Regions from separate parts of the Pan troglodytes genome. Here region 2 is linked to region 1. A link is a contact called in public HiChIP or PLAC-seq data. All regions are on one chromosome and are shown on one strand. The core of a region is the stretch at or near the end of the contact, and the rest is flanking DNA. Distances in the headings are between cores, read along the strand shown. Region 1 holds the start of VCAN (versican). Region 2 holds the start of TMEM167A (transmembrane protein 167A).

Region 1 (5,328 bases), core at 2,355-4,854:
AGACAAATGCTTTATAAAAATGACCTATATTTTTCAGACTGTGGGGAGAGAAGAAAAAGACTTTGAGAAAGTGACTAAGGAGGGAGTAAGAGTGATACAATCTTTGATTCAATTTAGTTGGACTGCGTTCTTTATGCCTTCATCTTTTTCTTTATAAAAAAGATAGCGTTTTTGATGCTCTGCTCCAGGCAGCCTCCCAGGGTGAGTGCAGATGTGCTGAGCCATTTGGCTGCCTTGAGGACCGGCTCGGAGAGCCTCTCTTCTCACTAATGAAGTCATCTCCTCTCGGCAGCCCGGCCTCTCCCATCACTCCATGTTGGAACTTGGCTTTGGCTTGCATAGTTCTGTCGTGATGTAGATGGTCTTTCAGTTAAGTTCTAGAGAAATCTGCTCAACCATGAACAGGACATTTACAGCACAGGAGAAAAAAAAATTTATTAAAACAAATATTTTACTGTAACATTTTGATTTGGGGGTTGGAGAGCAAAAACTCAATATCTGATGTCTGGGAAAAATCTAATATTTTATGGCTTTTTAAGGAAATTTGTCTGTGTTTAATTTATCAGAGCAATTTATATATTTCGGGTTAAAGCACAATGAGATTGCCACCATCCCTTTGCCTTTTGCAAGATTTCTTTTTTAAGAATAAAAAGAAGGCAATAAAGACCTTATATTTCTGCCTTTCCTAGAAAGCCAAAGAGAATTCAAAGTGCCGGATGAAATGTCTGTCCCTAATTTGCAGTGTTTTATTTAAAAAAAAAAATTATGACACAATCTTAGAGGATAGGCTTCCTTTTTCCAGGGTCTTTGAAAGTTAAAAGTACATTTTTAATCTGTAGCATTACTGCATCATCCAGCGAGGATAATTTGCTTAGTTGTGCCTAGGACCAGTCAGATCAAGGAGTTGAAACTAAGCTCTTTGTTTTCTGAATTTGAATGGGACTGGAATCTTGTCATCCCTAGAGCAGCAATAGATGATGCCATGTCTAAGAACACTTCACCTGATCAATAAAAAAGGAGAAGTCTGAAATGTGATCCTAAAGAACCTCAGAAGGAGGTTTAGATGAAGATAATAAAATTCCCTGGAGACACATCTGCCATCTACACCTTTCCTCTCCAAGTCATTGGCTTGCTGCCCCTGAGCTCAGCCAAATTCCCAAAGACAAGATCAAAGCAAGGAAGCAAGGCACATAGCTTCTGGCTTATGGTTTCTTTTAGACACAAGCATTGTGAATGAAGATCTTGCTTTATTTATACCTGGGATCTTGGAGTTTTCACAAAGAATATCCCCAGTACAAGGATGTGATTTAAAGGGGGACTCACAGAATAAGATTTTAATTACTGTTTGATTCATACTTGAGTGTAATGGACAAATAAATACAATTTTAGTTATAAAACCTGAAAAATATATATTTTCCCATTCAAAAACTTCTGATAGTTTTGTCAGGCATTGGAGAATCAGAAATAAATCCTCTCTCATTTTCTTTCTCTTGATGAAAGAAAGTCATTAAAAACAGTTACATAGAAATAATAATACAACTGTAGACTCTATTCTAAATATAGCTGGTATGTTTTCCTTTTTCTTTTTTACCCATTCTCCATTTTAGATAGCTAGAGGGGAAAGTCTGCCCTAGAGATAGAAAGAAGATATCCATGGGGTATAATTTCATTTTAGTTATCTGATAGCCTGAAGAAGTATTTAATTTTCTGAATAATAATGTTACAAGTCAAAGAAGAGAAAAGACAGGCAGTTTAAAGCTTTTCAACATCGTGCATATTCTAATTCCTTAAGTCAGCCCTGAGAAAGTGCCTTTGTCCTGTAGAACTATTTGGTCAAGTGTTGTGAAGTCTACTGGCATTAAAAGACACTAAAAATTTTGGAGGATTAGAGAATCAAATTTGGCAACATAAATGAAAACATCTCAGAATGTAAAAAGTATCTAACCCATCACTTTCAATCATGTTCCATTATATACAGATGGCATTATTTATAGTGAATGTTAACTATTAACATTTCCCTAAAAATGGGCATTAATCTGCTATTAGTTGCTTGTTTCTGCTCTAGTTCTCCTTTGTTGAAAGGTTTTACTTAACTGTATCATAAAGGGACAAAAGGGTAAAAGATAATAAGCTTTTCAGACTGGCAGATCTGTCACTTACAAAATGGCCTTGGGCAGGTTACTTGAACTCTTTGAAACTCAACTAGATTTACTCAAATTTAAGAATGAGAATACAAATCCACATCTTGAAGTGTTTCACAGAAAGGTCTACCTTAATGTCTGGAGTATATATTTCAATGAACATTCATTTTATTTTATTTCTCTCCATTCCTGAATCAAGCAATCTTGAATCTAAAGTTGCTATGATTAGCACTGAAAAGACCACTGGACTATTAATTGTGTGACTTTGGGACAGTAACTTTCTGCACCTTAGTTTGTTTACATGTTATACATGAAGGTTGAAGTCTGATTCTGCTCTGTGACTATCATTCTAAACATCTGATGAAATCAAATTTCAATGTTTGGAATGGTAGTACAATAAATTTACTAAGAATAAATAATTCACTGCAAAAACACATTGATTTCCAAATGATGTAACTGACAGTTATATTACTGCAGAGGGCTGATAAATAACAAAAGAAATGAAAGATGCACATGGTGAGAACTGAAATTATCCTGACAAGTCTTCTACCTGTTTATCACTTAAAATCAATGACCATGCTGAATGCCTACAAATTACAAAATATAAAAGAAATCTTATAAATGCACATGTATAGGAGTCTAAGTTACTAAAAGTTTTAAAGCATAAGTTTAAACCAAACTAATCAAAGAAGTTGAGAGGAAAAATTGGCTTTCATCTTTAATCACTACTGTTTTGAGGTCCTATGTTTAATATAATTTTCTAAGTAGAGGCTTCAGAGAGAAGAGTTGTGAGGATACTTTCATATTTGTGTAGAAGGAAAAGTTTGCCATCCATTCTAGTATCCCTAGTGTTATACTGATGTGCACCTTGGATTTATTTTGTTCCTATTGTATAAACTCATACTTGACTTCAAAGAAAAGGAAAATCCAAAGTCCCTCTTTTCTAAGGGGACAGAAATCCTTTGTGTCAACTGTTTGACCCTTTGCTCTGTAAGGTCCTATTGGAAATCTTTTGTAACACAATGCAGGGGACTCTTCCATGTGTTGATGCTGTTTACACAGTGGGGTGGGCCTGACTGAAGAAAAAAAATCGCATATACGCATGAAAGATTATAGTCTTATTTCCGGAAAGCATGAAAGGCGATTGATACTTCCAAGAAGTCCCTGTTACTCAGGAAAATTATCAAATATTCTACTCAGAGATACTTGGAAAGACTGAAGGAAAGGAAGAACGAAGAAAGCAGAATCTAGACTTACGTGGGGAGAGATTTGTGGCAGAGGAAAAGTATTCTCTTTGAATCCGACAAGGGATTTGCCTGGGGGAATTTCCTGTCCAGCCTTTTATTACCAGGGTCTTTTGACGCCGGGCTCCCCATTGGGCAGTTCCCTGGGAGTGCAGTGGGGAATTCTTACACTTTCCCTCTAGGTCCCTGAAGGATCTCGTTTTCTCAGTGTCTCTTTCAGGTTGGCAGGAGCCTTGAGCCTGACACTTCCCTTTGATGGGACAGGCAAGCTCTGTGGGCGCGTAAACACGCTGTAACCAAGTTCTTTGCTGATTTTACAGTTTTGTGTGCTCCCGAGAAGAAGTGATCGTACTCAATTGTCTATTGCTGGCCTGCCCCCTAAGAGCCTGGGGGCTCCTTTCCCCTAACCCAGAACTAGCTGCACGGGGGGCGGGGAAGTGGGGGTGGGGAAGGAGTGGGAGGGCAGTGGTTTCCGCGAGCAGAGCGATGTTACTGAGTGAGTCCCTGAATGGGGAGCGCTGCTGTCCCCAAGCCGATTGGTACTTCTTGTCAGGAAGAAACGCCAAGAGGTGGGAGTGCCTGGGGAGGGAGGCAGGCGGTCCCTACCGCAGGCGCGGGGAGCTGCCTTTCCGCCCCTCCGCCTGCTTTCCAAGCCTGGACTCTTAGGAGTGGCTGAAGCTGCGGAGCGCTTTTGGAGCCTGTGAATGAACCCTCCTCCTCTCCCTCCTCCTTCTTCTCGCTGAGTCTCCTCCTCGGCTCTGACGGTACAGTGATATAATGATGATGGGTGTCACAACCCGCATTTGAACTTGCAGGCGAGCTGCCCCGAGCCTTTCTGGGGAAGAACTCCAGGCGTGCGGACGCAACAGCCGAGAACATTAGGTGTTGTGGACAGGAGCTGGGACCAAGATCTTCGGCCAGCCCCGCATCCTCCCGCATCTTCCAGCACCGTCCCGCACCCTCTGCATCCTTCCCCGGGCCACCACGCTTCCTATGTGACCCGCCTGGGCAACGCCGAACCCAGTCGCGCAGCGCTGCAGTGAATTTTCCCCCCAAACTGCAATAAGCCGCCTTCCAAGGTAATCACGTTTCTTTTGTTCCCCCCTTAAAAAACAAAAACAAAAAACTTATAGAAAAAAACCCGCGAGCTTAGAAAAAAGAAGCAATTGGTAGAAGGCTTTAATTAAGGCAAAGAGCTGTAAGGCGAAGTTAAGAAAATGTAGGCACTTAAAAAATGCAGGTAACTTTCAAAAGGGCTTTTGGGGAGAGGCATACAGAGGGACCTTGGTGTTGAAAAAGATTCAGACAAAAGAAACCCAGGGTGGGGTGGGGGTAAAATGACTAACGGAATTGGGGGAAGGGAGGGAATAAATTGTAAAGAAATCATAGAAAAGTGGTTGGTTCTTGAGCTGGAGAGAAGAGAGGGACCTTTGGCACTTTGATTTTTTTGTTGTTGTTCTTAACACGCTCGAAGCAAAAGTTTGAATGGGGACTACCAAGACTTGCCACAGACAAGTCCCCGAAGCCGCCTTGGTGCAGGCCACCTGGTTTCCCAGCCCCTGGTGTGTGGTCAGTGCCTGGTGTTCCTGGAAAGCCACTCCCGGGCAGCTCCTGACAGTGCGACCCGGCGCCCAAGCAGCCTGGGACCTTGCGCGGACCTGACCCCTTCAGACCGCAGGCAGTCTGGGAGGAGGTCCGGCCGGGGGAGGTGCAGGATCCCCGCCGTGTCTCTTTGACGACTTGGGGACTGTCACGGTTCTCTCCCGGCGCCCCTGGGTTCTTTTGTCCTGCACGCGGTGCGAAGGGGCCAGCAGGGAAGGAGCAGAGGATGGGGGGTGGGGTTGTTGGAGCCCCGCGGAGGTCTGGGAGGCCCCTGGGCGGGAAAAGCCTGTTCTGAATCGGCAGGGATGTGCAACAATTTTTCTCACCCTGAAGAGTGAAAT
Region 2 (5,270 bases), core at 250-2,749, 390 kb before region 1:
TGCCAACAATGTACTTTTGACATCCCAAGCTCACAGGAATAAAAAACCACCTGCCAGTTGTTTCCGTTTTCCACCTATGTCTGATATATGTACTTATATTTATAAGAAACAAATCACTAAGTCTTATTTCATCCTTAGTTATGTTGTGTTTCTATCGATAACAGCATGAAGATTTTGGGCATCTGGACATTAAAATAAGTTTGAGTACTGGCTTTACAATCTACTAGGTGTGATCCGAGGCAAGTCAGTCTCCTCATGTTTCACTTCTTTCACTTGTAAACATCTATTCAGAAGTTGCTGTGAACTTGATATTTCCATGCTTATAAACTGATTTTTTGAAAAGAGCCTGGTACATAGGACGTGATAATAAATGAAAGCTATTTGCTACTTTTGGAAAAACAAGCATGACAAGATAGTTTATATACTGTTGATCTTAAGCACAGTATATGCATCTTATTTTTAGCTAGTCTGACAGTGAGATAATAAAAAGAGTTATCTTTGACTTGCACTACGAGTAGAAGAATTCAACTTCAGTTTCTAGAAAGATGTAAAAGAATTAAGAGTGGCAGTCTTCCTAGTCTCAACTGCCATCTTCCCACCAGGTGGTAAATTCGTCCAGAGAAGAAAATGAATTATTGCTATATGGGATTCTGCAGCAATTTCTGTGAACATAGGCTCATAATTTTCCACCATGGAGACTCAAGCTTTTTGGAGTCATAGTTGTTTTTGGGTCTATTCGCAGGCATGCATCCTTTGTCCAGAAATATACACAACATTTGGCACATGGACCTGGAGATAAAAGAGGAGGAAGGCCTGAGGCTAGACACCACTCCAATAAGTACATTAAGCTCCTGGAAGGGCAATCCACCTTTGCAGAGAACTCTTAACTATTAAAACCTATAGCTTGTAAAGCAGCATTTTCAAAGTTAAGAGAATAAGGTGGAAGGGTCTTGAGAGGCTACTGACTAAACAGATGAAAATGAAGGTATGGAGTTTGGTGCCAAAAGAAACTCCCCCCAAAAATCAAACAATAACACCAGAGTAAAGCCCCTAGGGCGAGATAAGGAGTTGCAACCAAACAAGCGGAAACTCGAGAAGCGCTAATGCTTCAAAGGGTCAATGACCACACACAATCTACGTAGCCAACGTGTTAAAACACACCAACGCATTTTTTTTTCCTAAACAAAGTAGGAAAGCGGACTTTGCATGAGGGGCGGGCTCCCGACCCAGCAGTCTTCCTCGGACAGTCCGTCCTGATTCTTTCTGGTTGGCCGTGGAGGGACCACATGGCTCCAAGGCCTCTCAGCTCCGGGCCCACACACCCCGGGCTGCCGCACAAACTCCAGCCCTAGTCTAGATCCACAACCCCTTCTCGAAGATCAACCGCGACCTGGGAGCCCCACTTCTTACCATAGCGAGGCCGGCGATGCCGCAGCCACATCACCCTTCCGGGGCTCAGGCGGAAGAGGCTGCACGTCCCGTCTGCCCTTCTCGCCCTCTGCAGCCGTCCGGTTGGGCTTGTCACGGCACCGCCTACCAAGACGGGCGATTAAGACACTAGGATAGGCTCCTCTCCACCGGAAAAGGCGGGATTTAGATCACGTCCCGCAGGCCGGCGGAAGTAGCTGATACTCTCATTGGTTGCAAAACCTTGATCTGTGAAAGCGGGCGTTTTGGAAGATACCGGAAGTAGAGTCACGGAGAGGTAGGATCCGGAAATGGGGCTGCCTCTTTAAATAACAAAAATCTGAGGTTCTGTTCTTTTTATCTTTTTGCTTTCTTTTTAAAAAAGTTCCCTGCTACTTACCCCTAGAACTCCACAATGCGAGAATCCCCCTCAATTTGTGAGCTCCCGCGACTTCCTCTTGTGGGCTTTTGGGGATGCTAGGGTTCTCGGCATTATCCTCAGGGTGCGACCTGTTCACCCCCTTTTCAGTTTCTCCATTTGCATCTGAGGTATTCTTGGGAATGCGAAGCACTTTTGAAATGCTCTGTGTTGGTTGTGGGATTGGGAGGACGGTTGAATCCAGAGGGTAGTGTTGAGTAGGCTGTTTGAGCATTTCCCCAGCACTGGCCTGTCCTTTCAATCCCCAGATATTGGTAAACTGTGGGTTCCAACCAGGCATCGAGGCTGAAACGTACTAGGCAATTTGAGGTCAGGAAAGAACTTTCTGTGGTAACCAATGGGAAGGAACTGCCGTTTGCGGACTGCAGCGATTGATTAGGTACTTTAAAGAGATCAACTGGCAAGACAAATGACAAGCAACTTTTAATCAGTAGTAGTACTTAGCTTTTTCTGATTTTAATTATCCCATTAGGTGAGGTTCTATTACACACACACGTTTTTCTTTCTGCATTTTATCGATGGAGAAACAGGCGCTTTGACATGTTTGAATTTGCGTAGTTCTTGGAATTCTAATAAAGTATTAGAAATGAGAGTTTTTCACTCTTTGCCCCCTTATGGCAAGCTTTTGGTTCTAAATGTGTGATGTATTTTTTCTCAGGCAGGAGAGAGTTCTTTTCAGAATGTTTTCAATTTTTTATTGACTTAGAAGGTGGATAGAGAGAAAGAGAGAAGGTAACTCACGTGAGATTTTGGTTTATGAACTGTATTCGGCCTATGAGACCCTTTTGTATTTAGGGCAACACAATGATTAGAAGATTTGGGATTCTGCTATTTGTGTTTACATTGTTCACTAGGGCACACAAAGGTTTTGTTTTAAACTATAACTAACTTGATATTTGAGTCTGTTATATAATGTTTATTGCATTTATGTAAAACATCAAAGTTAATCTGACGTGGTGAGTTTTTTTTGGGAGGTGGTAGTTTAGCTCCATTGTCTTACATAAACCCCCTACTTTTTGGTTTTCAGATTATATCACAATTTCTAAAATCTTTCTGGCAGCTTTGCAATGAATCCTCATTTAAAACCATCTTGGATCCTTTCCTTACTAGAAATAAAATCTGTCTGTGTTATTCCTTTGTTCAAAAATTATTATTTATTTTTATTTTTGAGACAGGATCTTGCTCTGTTGCCCAGGGTGGAGTGCAGTGGCACAATCATGACTCACTGCAGCCTCAACCTCCAGGGCAGAAGCGATCTATCCTCCTCCCTCAGTATCCCCAGTAGCCGGGACCATGGTTGCATGCCACCATACTTGGCTAATTTTATTTTATTTTTTGTAGAGACAGGGCTCACTATGTTGCCTAGGCTGGTCTCAAACTCCTGGGCTCAAGTGATCCTCCCGCCTCGGCCTCCCAAAGTGCTGGGATTACAGGTGTAGGCCACCGCACCACGTCTGGCCTGTTCAAAAAGTATTATCTCACCTGCATCTGGAAGAATATTTCCAACTTTGGTTTCATGGGTATATTAAAATCGTATGTAAAAATAGTGGATATTTGTAGTTTTCTGTGGCGCCAGTGCACAGGTGTCCTCAGTGTTATGAGGATTACATGAGTTATTACAAGTAAATCATCTAGGCAAATGTTTGGCATACAGTAAGCACTCAGAAAGTGTTGGCTATTACTGTGCATGGCTTTGTCTTTGCTAAATTAAAAGTCCCTGGAGAGGAGGAATTATAATGGAGGAATGGTTGAATTGCATATATTAGGCACTAAATACAGTAGTCCCTCCTTATCTGAGGTTTTGATTTCTGCAGTTTCAGTTACCCATGATCAACCACAGTCTGAAAATATTAAGTAGAAAATTCCAGCCGGGTGCGGTGGCTCATGCCTGTAATTCCAGCACTTTGGGAGACCAAGGCGGGCAGATCACTTGAGGTCAGGAGTTTGAGACCAGCCTGGCCAACATGGTGAAACCCCATCTCTACTAATATACAAAAATTAGCCAGGCATGGTGGCATGTGCCTGTAGTCCCAGCTAGTCAGGAGGCTGAGGCAGGAGAATCAATTGAACCCAGGAGGTGGAGGCTGCAGTGAGCCGAGATTGTGCCACTGCACTCCTGCGTGGGCAACGGAGCGAGACTCCATCTCAAAAAAAAAAAAAAAAAAATTCCAGAAATAATGCATACATTTTAAATAGCATGCCTTTCTGAGTTGTGATGAAATCTTATTCTGTTCTATCCCATTCAGCCCGGGGCCATGAATCATCTCCTTGTTTAGCGTATCCCTGCTGTATAAGCTTCCTGCCTTTTAGTTGCTTGGTTATCAGATTGATGGAGGTGGTATCACAGTGCGTGTGTTCTAGGAATACTTATTTTACTTAATTATTGCTTCAAAGCACAAGAGTAACGACGCTGGCAATTTGGTTATGCCAAAGAGTAGCTGTAAAGTGCCTCTTTTAAGCAAAAAAAGGAAAGTTCTCCACTTAATAAGGAAGAAAAGAAATCCTATGTTGATGTTGTTAAGATCTATGGTAAGAACAAATCTATCTGTAAAATTGTGAATAAGCAAAAAGAAATTTATGCTAGTTTTACTGTCACACCTCAAACTGCCAAACTTATAGCCATAGTGCATTATAAAAGCTTAGTTAAGATAAAAAAGGAATTAAATTTGTGGTTAGAAAATGTGAACAGAAGCATGCTCAGATTGAAGGCAGTTGGATTCAGCCTCCTCACGGGGCCTTGGGATATACACCCTTGGATAAGGAGAGGACTGCTATAAAAGGTTTTAGTATTAAGTTGGTATTGCATTTATATCACCAGACCACTTTCTCCCCGTTTTCTCTTTTTACTTTGTTGCTAGTGTTAATGATAGGGTTGATTTACATTACCTTTTACATTACCTACCTTTTTTCATTCACTGTTATTCACATATATTGAAAGACAATTGTTCTGCTTTTTTCCTCTTATCCTCAGCTAGCCTCCCTAACCTCAGGTAGAGGTTTTTCATGTTCCAGTGTTTGTCCTTTTTTTCTCCCCCCTTGTTTTTATTCTCTTCCCACATGGCTTTTCAATTCAGACTGAAATGTACTTGAGGACCAAAGTTAATACAGTTTTATTCTGTTAGGGATTTTTGTTAAATAAGTAGATTTTCAGCTGCCCTTGTCACGCACAAAAAATAAGATAGATGATAGGTGTTAATCTCCTTGACTAAAATAACCATTTTACTATCTGTGTGTATCCTATAATGTCAACTTGTAAACCTCAAATATACACATTAACATTTTTTAAAAAAAGAAGTTTCACCAAAAAAGACACTTCTATTTAATGTATGTCTTATTTCTTTTACCTTAAGAAATGTTTCTCTTAACCTTTCTCCATTTTCAACCCCATTTGTTTGCTCTTCTCTGCAACAAAAATCCTCTAAAG

What was found. HiChIP or PLAC-seq counts read pairs in DNA pulled down with a chosen protein or histone mark.
Region 2: an H3K4me3 HiChIP or PLAC-seq map of stem cell-derived excitatory neurons shows a contact between it and region 1, with 13 times the contacts expected there. The contact joins the promoter of TMEM167A here to the promoter of VCAN in region 1. A contact is called at or near these places in 2 of 7 Hi-C or Micro-C datasets (induced pluripotent stem cells and stem cell-derived neural progenitor cells) and 1 of 1 datasets of contacts at active chromatin or transcription factors (stem cell-derived excitatory neurons).

The regions. Positions count from the first base shown.
Region 1 is chr4:32,580,334-32,585,661 of NHGRI_mPanTro3-v2.0_pri, reverse strand. VCAN (versican) reads left to right here and starts at 3,604. Exons shown (of 15, transcript XM_517667.9): 1 at 3,604-4,464.
Region 2 is chr4:32,972,426-32,977,695 of NHGRI_mPanTro3-v2.0_pri, reverse strand. It overlaps TMEM167A (transmembrane protein 167A), which reads right to left and starts at 1,499. Exons shown (of 4, transcript XM_063811121.1): 1 at 1,411-1,499. The coding sequence starts at 1,441.